Regions from separate parts of the Mus musculus genome. Here region 2 is linked to region 1. A link is a contact called in public HiChIP or PLAC-seq data. All regions are on one chromosome and are shown on one strand. The core of a region is the stretch at or near the end of the contact, and the rest is flanking DNA. Distances in the headings are between cores, read along the strand shown. Region 1 holds the start of Casp14 (caspase 14). Region 2 holds the start of Mier2 (MIER family member 2).

Region 1 (5,334 bases), core at 1,549-4,048:
AAATGTTTTACATATTACAGATGAGAAAACAAAGTATCCCCAAAGACCTACATACATTCATTTTTAAGTAATTTGTTATAGATTAACATAGTGTAAACAAGCAAGTTTTTTTCTCAGCCAGTTCTCTTACTGGCAATCTGCAATTTTCAGATACAAAAAAGGATCAACTATTGTATTATTTATGTCAAAAAGTAATCTTATAAAAAAATCTTAAAAGAAACACAAATCTAAACTTTTATATATTAAAAAACAGTCATTTCTACTTGAAATCCTCAGGGTACACAGCTACTCATTAACAATTTTTCATTAAATCATAGAATCAGGAAGCTGAGGGCAAAACTGGGTGCATGAAACTCATCATCACCTTGATCAACAAGCACAGCGTCAGCAAGAGAGGCAGGTCAGCTAGTAATGGCCGGCTGTCACTGTTCTTATTCCCTGACTTCAAGGAGTCCCTCACTCAACTATCAAGAGTGTGCCTTTCTAAAATTTAAATTGCTCCCCAAGATTTTTTTTTACATCAAAGCCACTAACAAAAACATCTTAACCCAACTATACTAACAAACTACATCCCTAAATTATTTCTAAGGGTGGTGGTTGAATCATTAATCTGCTCCAGCAGCAATGATTGATAAAGATCAATCAATATTATTCTAAGTGGCAATGACACTGCCCATCGGGCTGGCAAGATGGCTTAGTGGGTGAAGGCACTTGCTCCAAGCCTAACCACCTGAGTTCTATCCCTGAGACTTGCATAGTGGAAAAAGAACCAGTTCACAAAGATTGTCCTTTTACCTCCATACTTATTCACTGCACATACACACGTACATGCGCATGTGCATGTGTGAACTTGCAAAAACACACAGAGTAAATAAATAAATGTAGTAAAAATTAACTAAATTTTAAGAATAAAATTTATAATAGAGTTTAATATGAGATCTCACTTATATGAAATGCTGAAAGCAGAAAAAAATGAATTCTGGAATTTTCTATTAGGGTAGTGTTTGGGGAATTGTAGAGAAAAATGTTGGGTCTGGGTAAGCCTAAAGCAAACAGAAGTGGGTGAACAGAAATATTCCAGTTGTGAGAACCAAAACAAAATGTCTGCTTTGGTATTTTACTCTCAGGAATGGAATAAAAATACATGAACTTACACAAACACGTGTCCATAGATGTATATAACATTGCACATGAATATTTGTGGTGCACATCACCCAAAGGCAAAAATATTCAAAATGACCTCCATCAGGTAGGTTTCATTCGGCCCAGTAGTATTCAGTGTTGATGAGCAATGGAGACCAATGCAAGCTACAATGTCAAGGAATTTCAAAAATACTGTGCTAAATGAAAGAAGCCAAACACAGAAGGCTATGTGCGACATGAATCGATTTCTGTAAAATATCCAGGAAAGGGGGTATGAAGAGACGGATGGCTCAGTCATGAGAAACTGAGTTCAGATTCCCAGCACGCATATAAAAAGCAGAGGATGGCAGCATCCATTTCTAATCCTAGCCGAGGAGAGGTGAAATCAGTTGGATATCAGGTGTTCGCCAGCCAATCAGTCTAGCTGAATCAGTGAGCTTGAAGCTCAGTGAGAGGCCGTGACTCATAACCTAAGGCGGAAAGCAATAGAGGAAGAGATCCAACACTGGTTTCCACACATGTGTATGCATGTGCATGCACTCACATACACACAATGTCACATATACGAACAAGCGTGGGTGGGCAAGATGGCTCAGTGGGTAATGGAACTTACTGCAAATGACCTGAGTTTGATCCCTTGGGCCAAAAGGTAGAGAGAATTCCCACAAGTTGTCTTCTGAGTTCCATATACATACTTTGGTATGTGGTGTGGTATGCAATTAATAACCAATATAAATGGAATAAAAATTACTTTAAGATGCATGGCTGGGGAGATGTCTCATCAGAGTTTTTCATACACAAGCACGAGGATCTAAATTCAAATCTCCAGAAACCATGTAAAAAGCCATACGGGGCCACATGCTCAGGTCTATAACCTTAGCACTGTTACAAACAGGAGGACTGCTGGGGATTGCTGCCTGCAAGCATAGTTCCTGGTTCAATGAGAGATCCTGCCAGTCTTTGAAAGGCAATGAGCATGTTCTAGAGTGCTGTACGGTGAAGAGTTCCTGGCCCTACTCTGTAAAGGTCTTAAAGCCAGCAAGTTGGGCATGCCAGTGGAAGAGCTGAATAGTATGAGTTTATCTCATGAAACCTGTCAACATAAAAATAAACATAAAACAAGATACTGGGATAGAACAAAAGGGGAAGAATAAGAGGAAGAGAAGAGAGCTGAGGAGGGGGCATAAAGCATCGTGGAGGACAATCCTGGATTTGAATGGTAAGTGCTGTCTGGGTGTTCTTGAGCTGTCACCTATTTGCACAGCCTTGAGCCTAGGCTTCAAAATGGGAGAGACAATGCTAATGTCTCCTGAGGACTCCTGAGGACTGGAGATGACGCGAAAGTGAAGCTGCTGCTATCTGCCTGATAGTGGAATGAGTGAACTGGTCTTGATGATAGAGATCTCATGTTAATGAGTTGAACCCGGGATAGAGAGCAGAGGGGGCCGTGTTTTGTTCCTTTTGGATGCTCTCCCTCAGGTAGGCCGGGAGGTGGTGCAGTGGGGGTGGGGTGGTGTCCACTGAGCCATGCCATCGTTCGTTCATTCATTCCATGGGCGTTTGACTCTGCTCCTACACCTGCCGCCAAGGGTGTGGCTCTCTTGTCACGAGGTGTCTTGGTGACAGAAAACTTGCAGACAATAAAGGTACAGAGTTTGTACTGCTCTAGTCACGGACAGGATCTCAGGAGAAGCTTGGGGAAACCTTTCCGTGCCCGCCCCTTCTTGGAGAGCAGCACGAGGCTCTAACTCCTCTTGAATGACAGCGCTGTTATCAGCAGCTTGGAGACAGACAAGCCAGGGCCTGATCCCAAGGAGAAGGAGCACCTGCTTCTACAGCCGGTGAGGGCTTTGCCAGTCACCTCTCTCTCTCTCTCTCTCTCTCTCTCTCTCTCTCTCTCTCTCTCTCTCTCTCTCTCTCTCTCTCTCTCTCTCTCCCCTTCTCTCTCTCCTTCTCCCTTCCCCCTCCTTCCCTCCCTCCTCCTTCCCTCCCCCCTCTGCCCTCCCTCTTTCCCCCTTCCCCTTTTCTATTCTGACAGAAATGAAGAAGTTTTCCATTTGTTCTAACAAATTCCTACACAGGCCCTTTCTTGTCTGTTCATTTGTTTATTTGTTTGCTCAACACGTTCTCCTCAAAACCTGCCTCTCCACCCATTCTGTCAGCCCTGATGGAGACACAGATAAAGACAGCAGGCTTTGGTCATGAAAACTCAGCTCAGCTACCAGTTCAGCCACTGGAGTAAGAATCGGGGAAGCACGGCTACTTCCTCTTCATGTCATTTTCTTCTTTCTAGTCTGAGAGACCTAATACTTAACATAAAATATGGGATGTTTGTTGTAAATTTTATTTGTACTTGTCAATACATCTGTCTTACACTCTTCATTACAGGCATGTAATCACAAAGATGATTAAAGCGATATTCAGTGAGTAGTTTGTAAAAACACACACATTGCCGTAATGCAAGTATAAACAGGCAAAGAAGGGAGCGGCATAGCCACGAGGCCAGTAGGGATCATGAAGCCTGGCTTAGTTTGCCTTTACTGCTGATGTACCTACTGCTATTCCCAGATGCAACCACTGAATCTCAGAGTGAGACAGAGTGAGAAGCTTATGTTCTTGGGATGGGACTGGGGTCTGCTATGTCTGAGTTCAGAGCTGGGCTCCTGTCACTTCCATAGTTACAGTATTTGTTTCCTCTTTCCTCATGGGGTGTGTGTGTGTGTGTGTGTGTGTGTGTGTGTGTGTGTGTGTTTTCATAGGGGAGAAAGTTGATGGTCATTCATGTCTGTCATAGAACTACATAAGGGCAAGGAGAAGGACTATCTAACATAATGTTTTCCCGGTGATTAATATATAATAAGCCCTCAGGAAACATATGCTTAATCAGTGGAGGAGAGTTAGATGCAACTGGGTGGGTAGATATGGACAACTAAGAGATTTATGGTTGGTTTATAGGTAAATGTGTAGAAGATTGTTTGATGGCTGATAGGAGAACATCTAAAGGCATAAGTGCACAATTGGACAGTTAGATATTAAAGTACATGGATGGATGGATGGATGGATGGATGGATGGATGGATGGATGGATGGATGATGGATGAATAGATGGATAGATGGATGGATAAATGGATGAATAACTGTTTAATAAGTGATTAATGGGTAAATAAGTAGATGGATAGACCCATGGCTGGATGGCCAGTATGTGTATGGATTGGTAGGTGGGTAAAAGTATGTGCAATGGAGAGAAGGCATAGCAGACATTATGTCACTCCAATCATAAGAAGCACTCCAGTCTCATCAGAAGTGTGAGGAAAGGCTCAGGGCATGCCAGACATCCTTCAGTTTAGCCAGGGTACAAGCTAGGACTCAAGAAGAAGGATGAAGACTCCTGGAAGATGCTCAGACTCAAGGCAGACAGGGAGACATAGATTGACCTCCTCAGATGAGAAAACCACAAGTATGAAGAAGCCAGATCTCATTTTGATGGAATGCTCAGTTTAAGCTAACCATGAACCCTCCCCAGCCAGACATCCCTTGGTATAACAGAAAAGTATGTGGGCTATTTGCCATGATCAGTCCTAGGAAGGAAGAGACTGCCAAACCCAAGCAAGTAAATGTTCTGGAGGAGGAGGAAAAGAGGGTTCAAGAGATGACATTTTCCTCTTTCTTTGTTTCTTGTTTGTTTGGTTTTTGTTTGTTTTGTTTTTCAAGACAAGGTTTCTCTGTGTAACCTTTGCTATCCTGAAACTTGCTCTGTAGATCAGGCTAGCCTTGAACTCATAGAGATCTGCCTCCTGTGTGCTGGGAATTACAGGTATGTGGCACCACCACCCAGCAAGAGATGTCATTTTTAATGGACTTAGAATGACATGGATGAAAGACTCCAAGGTATTGTAACTGTAGAGAAAACATACTCTAGGGATGGTCCATGTGGTTCCAGGTCTGACCATATAGTAACTTTCCTATGCAGTTTCAAAAGTCCACGATAGACAAATCAAACTTTCACCTTACCCCATCAGCCTTCCTGTGGGAACTTTTTACCTGTGTTCTCTTGACCTCCAGGGCAAAACAAAGGTGCTGAAAGCCAGACATGGAGTCAGAGATGAGTGATCCTCAGCCATTGCAGGAGGTGGGTGAGGGTACAAAATGCATGGAGATGTGGAAAAGGGGTGGAAAAACTTAAATGGTGCAG
Region 2 (5,334 bases), core at 1,279-3,778, 840 kb before region 1:
GGGGATATTATCATCAATGCTGGGTGTGTTGGTTTGTATATACCTGGCCCGGGGAGTGGCACTATTAGAAGGTGTTGCCTTGTTGGAGTAGGTGTGTCACTTTGGGTTTAAGACCCACCCTCATCCTAGCTGCCTGGAAGTCAGTCTTCCACTAGCCGCCTTCAGATGAAGATGTAGAACTCTCAGCTCTTCCTGCACCATGCCTCCCTGGATGCTGCCATGCTCTTGTCTTGACATTAATGGACTGACTCTCTGAACCAGTAAGCCAGTCCCAATTAAATGTTGTTCTTATAAGAGTTGCCTTGGTCATGGTGTCTGTTCACAGCAGTAAAACACTAAGACACTGAGAGTCCCCTTTTGGTGGTTCAGCTGCTTTTGGGTCACGCACACTCTCTGTAAGGCTAATGAACTCACTGCCTCCGGGGGAGTCACACCTCTATCTGTAGGACCCCTTAGGGTGACCAGTAGCTTGTAGGTTCCTCCCTAAGAAAAGTTCATGCAGCACTGGGCCAGAGGGTGGAAGGGGCAGGGCTTCGTGGAGAAAGGACTGAGCCACGCTGGCAAAGCCTCTGGAGTTACAGATGGTTGTAAGCCGCCATGTGTATGCTGGGAACCAAATCTGAGTCCTCTGCAAGAGCCACTTAACCACTGAGCCATCTCTCCATTACAGTATGGTGGTTTGACTATGCTTGGCCCATGGGAATTGGCAGTATGAGGAGGTATGGTCTTGTTAGAGGAAGTTTTTTAAAAAATTTATTTATTTTATATGAGTACACCATCACTGTCTTAAAGACACACCAGAAGAGGGCATCGGATCTTATTACAGATGGTTGTGAGCCACCATGTGGTTGCTGTGTTCCAGAACTCAGGACCTCTGGAAAAGCCGTCAGTGCTCTTAACCACGGAGTCATCTCTCCAGCCCAAGATTATACTCTTACAGACCCATAAGCTAGTTATCAATTTTGGGAAACTCAACAGTGATCCAAGTCTTTACATCTGGACTCAGTTCCAGCAATCAAGTCTGAGAGGCCTCTGTGGCACTTCCCTTGTTTTGTGGGTCATTAACTATCAAGTACTGAGTGTTGTTGATGGAACTTGGAGGCTTCTACAGTTCTCTCTCCTCTGACACTTCTGAAGAACACAGTCTCACCATTGAGCGGGACCTTCCCTTTTAGGCTGGGTCTGGAGCCCACACTTCTGTCAACAGTTTCTGAACTCTGGCCTGGATGAGAGATGTTGTCTAGGCATCACCTGAGGAAATGCTGAGTGTCCACCTCCCCTAATGATGCTCATATTTCCCAGCTGGCTGAAAGGTCACCTCAGTTCCCCATTGCAACTATCAGGTCCATGGGAAAGAAAGCCCTAACCTTGAAGAATCTTTCTGCTCATCCATTCATCCAATTGCTTAACCTTTGGTAATTGGTTAATTTGTGTGTGTTTGCTATTGTTGTTTGTCTTGACACATATAGGGTCTTACTACGTAGCCAAGGTTGTCCCAGAACTTGCTACATAGACCTCCAACTCACAGAGACCTGTTTGCCTCTGACTTCTGAGTGCTGGGATTAAAGGCTTGTGGCACCATACCCAGTAGCTTGGTTTCTTGAGGCAGGGTCTCGCTCCAAAGCCCATGCTAGCCTCAAACTGATAGTAACTCTCATGCCTCAGCCTCCTGGGCACTGGAGTTACAAGTATGGGCGACCATGCCTGGCTTTCTCTAGTGATCCTTGTCACAGTTCTCTTTTTGGGTTAGGACTGACTGACTCAGGTTCATGGAATGATGAACCCACCAAACGAGCAGGGGGCAGACTTTCTGTCTTGGGCAAATCCTCAGGGGTGGGAGACAGCTTTTGTGCTTGAACCTTAGTGGTGCCTTCACCTCCCAGCTTGGTCCTGGCCCCAGAGGGAAGGAAGAGTCATTTGGTGACTTGTGTAGACCAGAGGCCTTCACCTCTGCAAGCCTAGGTCTGCCCACCGGTCTGCCTCTCCCATTCTGTCTGCACCCTCCTGACAGCGAAAGTCAGGTTTGTGCACCTGTTCTGGAGGCTCTCATGCCCTGCTCTCTGTACCAGTGTCCTTCACCTCAGGACCACCCCCTCACCCCTAGACCATCCCTCACCTGTCAGTTGTTTCATCTCATTCTCCCTCATTTCAAGACATCCTCCCCTTCATCTCTGGACTATCCCCTCTCACCTCTAGTCCATTCCCCATCACTTCTGGACCTTCCCCTCACCTCCAGACCATACCCATTTCACTTCGGGACCCAAACCCCTCACTGCTAGATTGTCCCCTCACCTGTGGAACCTCTTCACTTGTAGACTGTTCTTCACCTGTGGCTTGTTCCCTGTTTGCGCCATCTCCCTCACCTGTGGACACACAGGAATCAGCTGATTGGCTGATGTACGGGCGTGGGGTACACCGGACCCAGGCTATAGATCTCCGCTCCTCGCCAGCACACCTACTACGCGCCTCCTGCGGCCCCGCCCCACTCCGCCTCCCAGCTCCTCCGCCAATAAGCGCGCGGCACCGCATCCGGGGACCCGCGCGGCCGCCGCCTCCCGCGCGCACGCTCGGCCATGGCGGAGGTGAGTGAGCGGCTGGGTAGCGGCCCCTCCCACACACTGCCCTGGGTCGACCTGGTCCGGCCCGTGCTCTCCCAGTCCGAGCGCCTCGAGCCTCCCCACTATTACCGGGCGGAGCATGAGCCCCGTGGGCGCCCGACGACCCCCCTTCCCCATCTCGGCTATGGTGCGCATGCGCGGGCGGGCGGGGGGGAGGGGCGCGAGGCGCGGGCGGCCGGGTGCGGGGCCGAGACCCGGGGCCGCGCGGCGGGAGGGCGCCGCGGACCGGGTGGGTGTGCGGCGCTGGCGTCTGGGACGGCGGCGCGGGGACCGCATTCCGGCGCGTTGGGGATGAGCAGGGCGCGGAGTCGGCGGCTCTCTGCGAGCGGAAAGTTTCGCGCGTGGAGTTCGTCTGGCTGTGGGAGCGAGAGCGCGGGCCTCCCCGCGGGTGCGGGGCTGCGGCGCACAGCCCAGAGCTGACCTGCACCTCGGGGTGCGGCCGCTGAACTCCGGGACCAGCCCCCAGCGACGCGCTGCGAATCCGCCACTCCGGTACTGGAACTCTGCACAGTGCGCGAGTGGGGCAGCTTGGGGCAGCAACAGGCCCGCGCGTGGGCCACAGGGTCGGGATCTGGGGGCCCCGTTGGACAACTCTGGCTGGTTGACTCAGAGGGTTCTTAGGGGTTTAGTTCCTTCTTTAGGGGGCCTTTGGGGAAGCAGACCTTCTGAAGACAAGATAGATCAACCGATACCCCTTTTGGGGCATGGCGGCCAAGTGGGTGCTCTTGGGCTGCTCTGCCCTGTGTGGCATGGGTGGTGGAGACTCCCCAGCCTGTGCTTACGTGCTCTCCTGGAGTCTAGGATTTGGAAGGGTTCTGCCTCAGTTTCCTCATCTTAAGTGGGAACCTGGTGGTGCCTTTCTATAACTGAGAGGGTGTTTTGCTGCATCCATGTTTTGAACTCATGAAAGTGGCAGTGGTTACATAGAAGTCCTCAGTGTCAGCTACTTGGTTAGTGTGTGTCTCAGCCATCTCTTTGAGCTGGTGGCTTGTCCCGTTCTTAGTCTAAGCCACACCTCTTCGCTGTGCCTATCCTTTGCAGTCCTCATGAGACCATCCAGCCCCTGGGTTTCTTTCTTGTAGTCGGAATTCCTACAGAGTTGCCTGTCAGTTGTCCCACTTCATCTGGTCTCTAGGACGCCACCTCTGACCCCAGCTGCCCAGCTCCCACCCGTTTTCTTCATTCCTGTCCCTTGGTTTAGCTCCCTTGTTTGTCCCATGTCCTAGCTCCATGTGGGTGGAGACAGGCTGAACCCGTCTCTCGGGATGTCCTAGCTGCCACGGTGGAGGGGCGAGGCTGGGACACCAGGGGCACGGGGCCCTTGCCTAGGTGTGGATGTGGGTCATTTCTCTTGAGAATGCTCTCTGACAACTCAGTATTCACTTGTTCTGACCTCTCATAATTCTTGGGGTCCTTTGTGGGTTGCAGTTTGTAGGAGTTAATGTTGAAACCTCTGCCCCTTTGGGGTGTGGGCTACAACCCTATTCGTGAGGTCTCTGTGTGGCTTGGGCTTCCTCACAGCTTGGAGTCTGTGCTCCAAAAGATGCTAGGTGGAATCGAGGGATGCGGCTTCCTGAGCGAGTACCTTTCCTTCTGTAGTCTCAGTCTGGCTAGATCTGGGTGCCGGAGTCTCCCTGGGAGACCTGCCTGGGGGGTGCTACCAGTGCTGTGTCCAGGCTCCTAGCTAAGAAGGCAGGGTGGCGGTATCCATGCTAACTTACTTTGTATCCTCTATTCTCAGACACCTTGCTGGGGGACCTTCTTGCCTCTTGCTTGGGGACCAGCCTTTAAGTGTTTGTCCTGTTGTCACCTGGATCATCTTAGGCTGGACTCCCTGCTTCCTCCTGACATAGAGATCTCAGGGACTTTGCTGGTCTTTGAGTTTTCCCAACATGGGGAAATAGGGCCTTGGAAACCCCCCTTTAAAGCGGCATTAAAGTGATGTGCCTGGTTGTCCAGTGACCCTGATGGTATCTATGCCTTAGTCAGTCTTGGGGACCTTGAGGGTCACCTGGAGATGAACTTGGCCCAGTTGGCAAGGAGCAGGCTGCATGGTCCCCAGGTTGGCTGTGTCTCCCACTGTCGGCTCTCAGCTCCTTTCTGCTTTCACCCTTGCTTGGCTCCACCCTACTGAGGATGCCTGACCCCTGACCTGAATGAAGCAGGAGGCTATTCCCATTCTGTCGAGATAGTGAGACTTTGGGACTATTGCTAGCTTGTCATGCACCTGTGGTGTCTCACCTCTAAGTTAGGGTTCCTGACAGCTGGGACAGAGAGCCAGTCCCTGGGCAGAGCCCACAGCCACCCATAGGGAGCTAGAGAGGGCTGGGCATGATTCCGAGGGCACCTGGGCTTCCTCCCTGTGGCTTCACGATGTTAGCCTGTGGGGCTGGTCCATGTCCATGTCCCAAGGTTTGAACGCAGCCGACACCTGGGCGAATGAGTGCCCCTGCGGCTGTCCCAGGTGGGCCCCCTCATCATCGGCTTGTTTAGCCCTCTGCCCCCAAGGGGGAGGTCACCCTCAAAAGCCTGTTGGGTTGTGGTCACTGTTGAACTAGAGCTTTGGGGGTTTCCTGGAACCTCTTCAGGAGGGTGTGGCCCTGTGTCCCCCACCGCTCCCTCACTGCATGGTGCAGTGCTCAGTGCAGGGACCTGGCTGCGTGTCTTTGGAGGTTCTTCTTGGTGTTGCTTGAGTAAGAACTTGACCTCTCTGGGC

The links. HiChIP or PLAC-seq counts read pairs in DNA pulled down with a chosen protein or histone mark.
Region 2: an H3K4me3 HiChIP or PLAC-seq map of embryonic forebrain shows a contact between it and region 1, with 5 times the contacts expected there. The contact joins the promoter of Mier2 here to the promoter of Casp14 in region 1. A contact is called at or near these places in 2 of 39 promoter capture datasets (cranial neural crest and hippocampal neurons) and 3 of 115 datasets of contacts at active chromatin or transcription factors (embryonic forebrain, embryonic stem cells and stem cell-derived neural progenitor cells).

What each region holds. Positions count from the first base shown.
Region 1 is chr10:78,715,757-78,721,090 of GRCm38.p6, reverse strand. Casp14 (caspase 14) reads left to right here and starts at 2,798. Exons shown (of 7, transcript NM_009809.5): 1 at 2,798-2,984; 2 at 5,205-5,271. The coding sequence starts at 5,233.
Region 2 is chr10:79,552,322-79,557,655 of GRCm38.p6, reverse strand. Mier2 (MIER family member 2) reads left to right here and starts at 2,528. Exons shown (of 14, transcript NM_001316699.1): 1 at 2,528-2,582. The coding sequence starts at 2,574.